Regions from separate parts of the Mus musculus genome. Here region 2 is linked to region 1. The links are chromatin contacts, called in public promoter capture Hi-C maps. All regions are on one chromosome and are shown on one strand. Each heading gives the region's core, a stretch centred on a gene start, on an enhancer-like site or on the middle of the called end of the contact. The rest is flanking DNA. Distances are from core to core; before and after follow the strand shown. Region 1 holds the start of Bicdl2 (BICD family like cargo adaptor 2). Region 2 holds the start of Flywch1 (FLYWCH-type zinc finger 1).

Region 1 (3,221 bases), core at 137-2,636:
GAAGGAGTCTCGTCGCTCCAGCACAAAGGGAAAGAATCCTTCATCGCCACTAGGAGAAGCACCCCCTGAGAGCAGCCCGGAAGGGAAGCTTGGCTCACCAGGGGAGTCCATGGTGCCTTCACATCTGTGAAGATAGGTTGCTGCTGAAACATAGCCATTCGGCAGCAGCCCCCGGGCACGCCCCCTAGTGGCCTTTCAATTCTGCAGCCTGGGCCGACAAGGGTTAATGATCCATGTGGGCCACCCAGCTCCGTTAATGACCTCAGGGTAGACTGAGGCTGGAAGCAGAATGAAACCAACCATCTTGCCCTCACCTCCTGCCTCCTGCCTTTGTCACACATTCTTTGCCCTAGGGAAGATTTGTCCCAGCGCTCTGGTGCCACAAGCAACCCAATGACAGACCTTGCTCCTCTTCCCAGTCCCTCACCACCTGGGCACTAATCCTACCTAGAATGGCAGGGTCACGTAGACTCAGTCTTAGGGATGAAACCAACTTCCTATCCAGAGAGTACAGGCTCTCACCAGTGGGGACAGCTGTGTCTTGACCCTTTAGCCACAGGGATCCAACTCCTTCCCTTTCCAGAAACTCAGATTTCTAGCTCTTTGCCTTCCCATATCCTTGTCTACTTTCTCAGGACCCAAGTGCGTTAGACTTGGTTTAGCCTTGTCAGCCTTGATGGGCATCGCGTCCCTCTCCTGGACTCCAAGTGGAATCTCCGGAATCCTAATTTTATCAAGACTCAGGTATTCCTGCCTTTACCCCTCCTGACTTAGGAGCCTTCATCCGCAGACCCCCATTTTCCCTGAGCCCTGGCGCTGACCCAGCGCAGGGCGAGGTAACAGGTTGTGCCAGCCAGCGCGCCACAGCCTCCACTTCGGGTTTCTGTTTACTTCCCGGCCCGCCCCTGGGGACGGGAGCCCTGTGCTTTACGAGGGCCGCCAAGGGAGAAGGGTTCAGGGGCTCAGGAGAAAAGGCCTGACACTCTGGTTTCTCCATGCCAACCCCGGGAGGGTCCCCGCCCCCTACTCACCCCGGAGCCCACGCGCACCTGTTCCCCTCCCCTCGACAGGTGCCAAGTACAGCTGGCCGGAAAAATCCCAGGTGTTACACATGTCCCAGTCTAGTTGTCCTAGGGCTAGACCCAGTGGGTTCTCCGACCCGTTCCTATCACAAGGGCAAGCATGATAATCACTCTTTGCGGCAGGTGTCCGGCATCCCGGAGTTACTTCCAGAGTCCCTAGAGGCTGTTCCCGATCTCCATCCTACCGTTCCGACCGGTCCTCTCCAACCATGCCCAAAACCTGAGTGTCCCGCCCTCATCACCCCCTAGGCTCTCACCTGTCGCCACCAGGCTCCCTCCGAGGTTCCCCGATCCCCAAGTCCTCTTCCGGAGGCGGTGCCAGGTGCAAGCTTGCACAGGTGAGGGGGCGGTGCCGCGGGAGGGGTTGGGACGCCCCCTGGTGGTGGGAATGGCTAGGCACTGTCAAAGGAATGTCACATCCATCCTCTTAAAGATCCATCTTGCTTCTTACTGGGAACATTAATTGAACACCTACTATGTGCAGATCTACAGGCTGAGCAAAGAAGTCAGCTTCTTATTCTTCATGCTTGCCCTTGTGATAGGAAATTATTAGTAAGGATACCGTGGTAAGCCCTCCACTAAGAAAGCCCTTTTATAGTAATTTTTTTTCTTTTGTAACACCCTAAGGAAGCAGCATCTACTGACACACTATTTTATAGAAGGGCAAGCTGAGGTTCAGGGAAGCCACCGGCTTTGTTTGGGGTACAAGTTTGTTATTGTCTTAATTACTTTTCTATTGCCATGACAAAGTATCATGACCAAGGCAACCTATAAAAGAAAGCATTTATTTTGGGGACTCATGGCTCCAGAGGGTTAGAGACCATGAGCATGGCAGCAGGCAGGCAGGCTTTGTACTGGAGCAGTAGCTGAGAGCTTACCTCTGATACATGGGCAGGAAGGGGAGCAAGAACGAGAGCAAGGACCTGGCATGGGCTTTTAAAATTTCAAAGCTTACCTCTTTGGCACATGTCTTCCAAAAAAGTTTGACTTCCTAATCCTTCCCAAACAGTTCAACCAACTGGGGACAAAGCATTCAAATGTACGAGCCTACAGGAGGGGGCATTCTCATTTGAACCCCCACAGTTATGTACAGTGAATGTGTGCGGTGCCATTTTTGGGATGTGTGTGTGACAGGGTCTCATGTGTCACAGGATGGCCTCAAATTTACTAAAGAACAGGGGACCTTGAGCTTCCAGATGCTCCTGGCTCCATCTCCTGGTCGTAGGATAACAGGCATGTACCACCCCACACTCAGCCTATGCTGTGCTGGGGTTTGAATCCGTGCCTGGTGTGTGCTAGGTAAGTACTCGACCAGCCGACGGTATCACCAGCCCTAGCATCTTATTCTTTTTTGTTTGTTTGGAGACAGGGTTTCTCTTTGTAGCCCTGGCTGTCCTAGAACTCACTTTGTAGACCAGGCTGGCCTCGAACTCAGAAATCTGCCTGACTCTGCCTCCTGAGTGCTGGGATTAATAGTTCCGTGCTGCATACAAGACACTGATTCCCTGGCACCTAAGGTGGCTTGCCTCGAAGCACACCTGAGTCCATGTAGCTCCAGAGGTGGGGTCTCAGTTCTTTTTTTCTGCAGAGTTGGGTCTCATGCTCCAGCAAGGCCCATGGTATCAAGGGACAGGAGCCAAGACAGGTGATGTCAGATCAGCTCACAAAGTGAAACCCAGCACTGGCCTTGTGGCTCCTCATAATTCTAGACACCAGGGCTTCCTGAGGCACAGGACAGGAATTCCAGGCCTGATAAAGAGGACAAATGTATCTCTGGAAAAGAGGTGTGCTGGCAAGGGTTTAACAACGGGTTTCTGGGGAAAGTGAACTTGATACATTTACCTGTTTCTGTGGTGTAAATACTCACTCTAGGCTGATTGGAAGCTGCTACCAGAATACCAGCTGAGTGTAAGTAGGAAGGGTATATACATAATCAGGGGAGAGAGAGAGAGAGAGAGAGAGAGAGAGAGAAAGAGAAAGAGAGAGAGAGAGGAGGGGGGAGGGAGAGATGCTGGAATTGAACCCACAGCTTCTACATTCTACCCAAGAGCTCTCCTACTAAGCTACATTTCTCATCTTCAGCTTTCCTGAGAGTATCTGCTCTGTGTGTCTCTGGCTAGGGTTCAGGACCGAAAAAAA
Region 2 (3,541 bases), core at 997-3,496, 110 kb before region 1:
TCAGCTATGTTAAAAGCAAGAAAGAGGTTCAAGGCAGAGCAAGCGTCCTCCCTGGGGGAGAAATCCTCCTGCTTCTGCCTCCCAATTAGTGGGATTACAGGTGAGCCATCACCATCCCTGTTCTTAAACTTCGGCTTTCAAAACAGGGCTCCTTGTGTCCTCAAACTCCTGATTACTCTTCCCTTACCTCCCAAGTAGCTAGGAGTCCAAATGTGGACCATCATACCAGGCCAAACTGGCATTATTCTGTGTTTGAGGTTGTCTCAAAATCCTCAAGGGATGGGATTGCAGATGTGGCCACCACACTCAATTTTGTTTGTTTTCAAAGATCTGTCTGCCTGTCTATTTATTTACTTATTTGTTAGCTATTTGAGACAGGATATCTCACGCGTATGAGCATCTGCCTGCATGCATGTGTCTATAATATGTACATGCCTGATTTTAGAGGAGGCCAAAGAGGGTGTCAGATTTCCTAACTGAATTTTGTCCTCTGTAAAGAGCTGTTTAAGTGCTGAGAATCGCTAAGGCAGTGGTTCTCAACCTGTGGGTCACAACCTCCCTGACAAACCTCTATCTCCAAAAATATTTACATTATGGTTCATAACTAGCAATATTACAGTTAGGAAGTAGCAACAAAAATAATCGTATGGTTGGGGGTCACCACGGTATGAGGAACTGTATTAAGGGGTCACGGCTTTAGGAAGGTTGAGAGCCACTACCTAACAGTGTTTCTTTTCAAAACGGTTTGTTTTTGGAGACAGTCTATGAAGAATCAGCTTCCAGGACTCGCTGTGTAGCCCAGGATGGCCTCATTCTCCTGCCTCTGTCTCCGCAATTCTGAGTTTACAGGCTTGCCCCGCCACACAGGGCTTCCCATTTTCTCTCTAAAAGTTAAAAGTTTTTTAACTTTTAGATTTCTGAAACCAAAACCAAAACCAAAACCCTTATCTTTCTCTTCTACTTACTTATTCACCTATATTGTTGTTTTTAAAACCCAGGGTCTCATGTAGCTCAGGCTTGCCTTACATTCACTATGTAGCTGATGAAAGACTTGAATTCCTGATTCTCTTGCTTCTGTTTCATTTGTGCCACACACATTCAGCTCCTGGATTCTTATTTAAATATGCGATCTGTTATTGTCACTATTTCAAATCTCAGATAGTCCTGGATTGGGAGAGGGGGGTATCTAAGGGTTTCAACGTGCTGCATAAGAATGTTCTTTGGAGGGCTGGCGAGATGGCTCAGTGGTTAAGAGTGCCGACTGCTCTTCCGAAGGTCCAGAGTTCAAATCCCAGCAACCACATGGTGGCTCACAACTATCCGTAACGAAATCTGATGCCCTCTTCTGGAGTGTCTGAAGACAGCTACAGTGTACTTACATATAATAAATAAATAAATCTTAAAAAAAAAAAAGAATGTTCTTTGGAACTGGCTCAGTTATGAAGACCATTGGGCTGCTTCCAAAGGACCCAGCCTTGATATCCAGCACCCACATGGTGGTTCATAACTCTGGGCAACTCCAGGAGATCCTATGCCCTCTTTTGGCCTCCACAGGCACCAGAAATGCACATGGTGTACAGATACACATGCAGACAGAACATCCAAATACATTTTAAAAATACACTTAAAATATGTCAGAGTTATGTTTTTTAAAAAATAAAAAAGAAAGGAAGGAAGGAAGAAAACTGGGTGGCAGTGGCGCATGCCTTTGATCCCAGTACTCACCGTGCTAGGGTGGCAGAGGCAGGCTGATCTCTGAGTTTGAGGCCAGCCTGGTCTATAGAGAGCATTCCAAGACAGCCAGGGCTACGGAGAGAAACCCTGTCTTAAAATAAAAATAAAAATAAAAAATAAAGAAATAAAATACTTAAAATGTAAAAAAGAAAGTTCTGAAGGTCACAGGCCTAAAGACGCACTTAAGCCAAAGCTACAACTTCGTAAGAATGCAGTCAAATCCTATAAAAGTCCTGTTCTCTCTATCAATAGCGCTGTCATCCTTTTAGTGATGACTCCCAGCCTGCATCCTTGCTACAAATTCACCTGTCGCCCCGCCCTCCCGGATGCAGTAGCGGGACCATGGGTTGTCCCGCCTTCTTCCTTGTTAGTAGACCCGCCCCTGATGCTGATTGGCTAGGGTGTCAAGTTGACACTGCGCAGAGAAGACCCGGAGAAGTGGTATCCGCCTCAGGAATGGCTCCGCGCCTCTGCTGCGCATGCTCGCTAGTAGTTTCTAGGCTTCCCAAGCAGGCGTCTCGCGGGGGCGCGCGCGCGGGCACGGGCTCGCTCCCCAGGGGGCAGTTGGCGGCGGGAGCGGGCGGCGGGGTCGTGGTTCCTAGAGCAGCCCCGGCTGCTAGGCCGGCGCCTGCGTTGGCGGACACTCACACGAAGGATCGGGTGGCTCAGCCGCCGGAGAGGCAGGGCCCGCTGCCGTCGGTGAGGACGGGCCCCTGCGGGCGGGAGGGTCGGACCAGCGGAGCGATGCCTGGTCCGGCTATCCTGGGGTCGCGCCCGGTGCTGGGGAGGGGCCCCAGCTCTGTAGCTCGGGCATGGGGTGCTTCTTTGTCGGACATCCACGATGCGCCTCCTTTCTACCTGATCTCTCCATCAACCCACTCGACTCCTGTACCGATCTTAACACCTCTAAATCCGGGACCACACATTCGCCCATCTTCCTTGAACCGTGTCCACCCATTGCATGTCCATCCAGCTCTGTCCTCCGTCGCGGCCCATCCTTGGCGGCCGCAGGTCCCAATGACCTTGCACTTTTTGCCGGTTGTTACCCCTCCTCGTTCAGACTATAGGTTGCCCATTGTGGCTTTCAAACTTTGTGACGCATTCTAGACTGAGAAAGATGTTTTATGTGTATATTCTGTGCCTGAAGATAGATTTCGTGAATCGCAAGTTTAAAGAGAGTCGCTTACCAATCTCACATGACGCAGATCTATTTAGGCTGTGTTCTAATTCATTCCTTTCTGTTCCGTTCCATTCCATTCCAAATGACTGACTTGCTAACCCATTGATTCAAGACCTAGCTTATCTGACAGTTTTAAACCCCCCTTTACTCCTTACTCTACAATCAGATAACCATCCCCAAGAAAGATCTTTTTGTTATGATGTTTTGTTTTTAACTTCTTTGCTTTCCAGGGTCCTTACCATTGCTGGGGCTTGGTTTAGATTTCTGGTATGTTTATCTCATTGTTCTCCCAAGTGCCACTAGTCTGACTTGTGGGAACAAAACAGCATATGAAGTAGAGGAGAGCTGATAATACATGCTCACTTATGCAGATGAAGATGGCTTTGCTGGGGGAGGGATGTGAAGCTGAATTGTTAGGTAAAGGAATCCGTCTAGCCAAGATTCTCATCTAGGAGGATTGCGGAAATCTATCAGTTGGCTTCCCACATCTCATGTGGGTTTTCCTTATCATTCTGAGTGTGTGTTTGTGTGTCTCTGTGCATGCATACACAAGGCTGTTTATCACTCTCTGCCTTATTCCTTTTTGTTTGTTTGTTTCAAGACAGGGTTTTTCTATGTAGCCCTCAT

What was found. Capture Hi-C pulls out chosen DNA fragments and counts their contacts.
Region 2: a promoter capture Hi-C map of pancreatic islet shows a contact between it and region 1. The contact joins the promoter of Flywch1 here to the promoter of Bicdl2 in region 1. A contact is called at or near these places in 6 of 39 promoter capture datasets (the C10 cell line, the HPC-7 cell line, cranial neural crest and 2 more), 1 of 484 Hi-C or Micro-C datasets (embryonic stem cells), 3 of 115 datasets of contacts at active chromatin or transcription factors (embryonic stem cells and pancreatic cancer cells) and 3 of 9 other capture datasets (adipose tissue, liver and pancreatic islet).

Annotation. Positions count from the first base shown.
Region 1 is chr17:23,658,671-23,661,891 of GRCm38.p6, reverse strand. It overlaps Bicdl2 (BICD family like cargo adaptor 2), which reads right to left and starts at 1,386. Exons shown (of 10, transcript NM_153784.3): 1 at 1,340-1,386; 2 at 1-124. The coding sequence starts at 111.
Region 2 is chr17:23,770,307-23,773,847 of GRCm38.p6, reverse strand. It overlaps Flywch1 (FLYWCH-type zinc finger 1), which reads left to right and starts at 2,246. Exons shown (of 8, transcript NM_001357994.1): 1 at 2,246-2,433.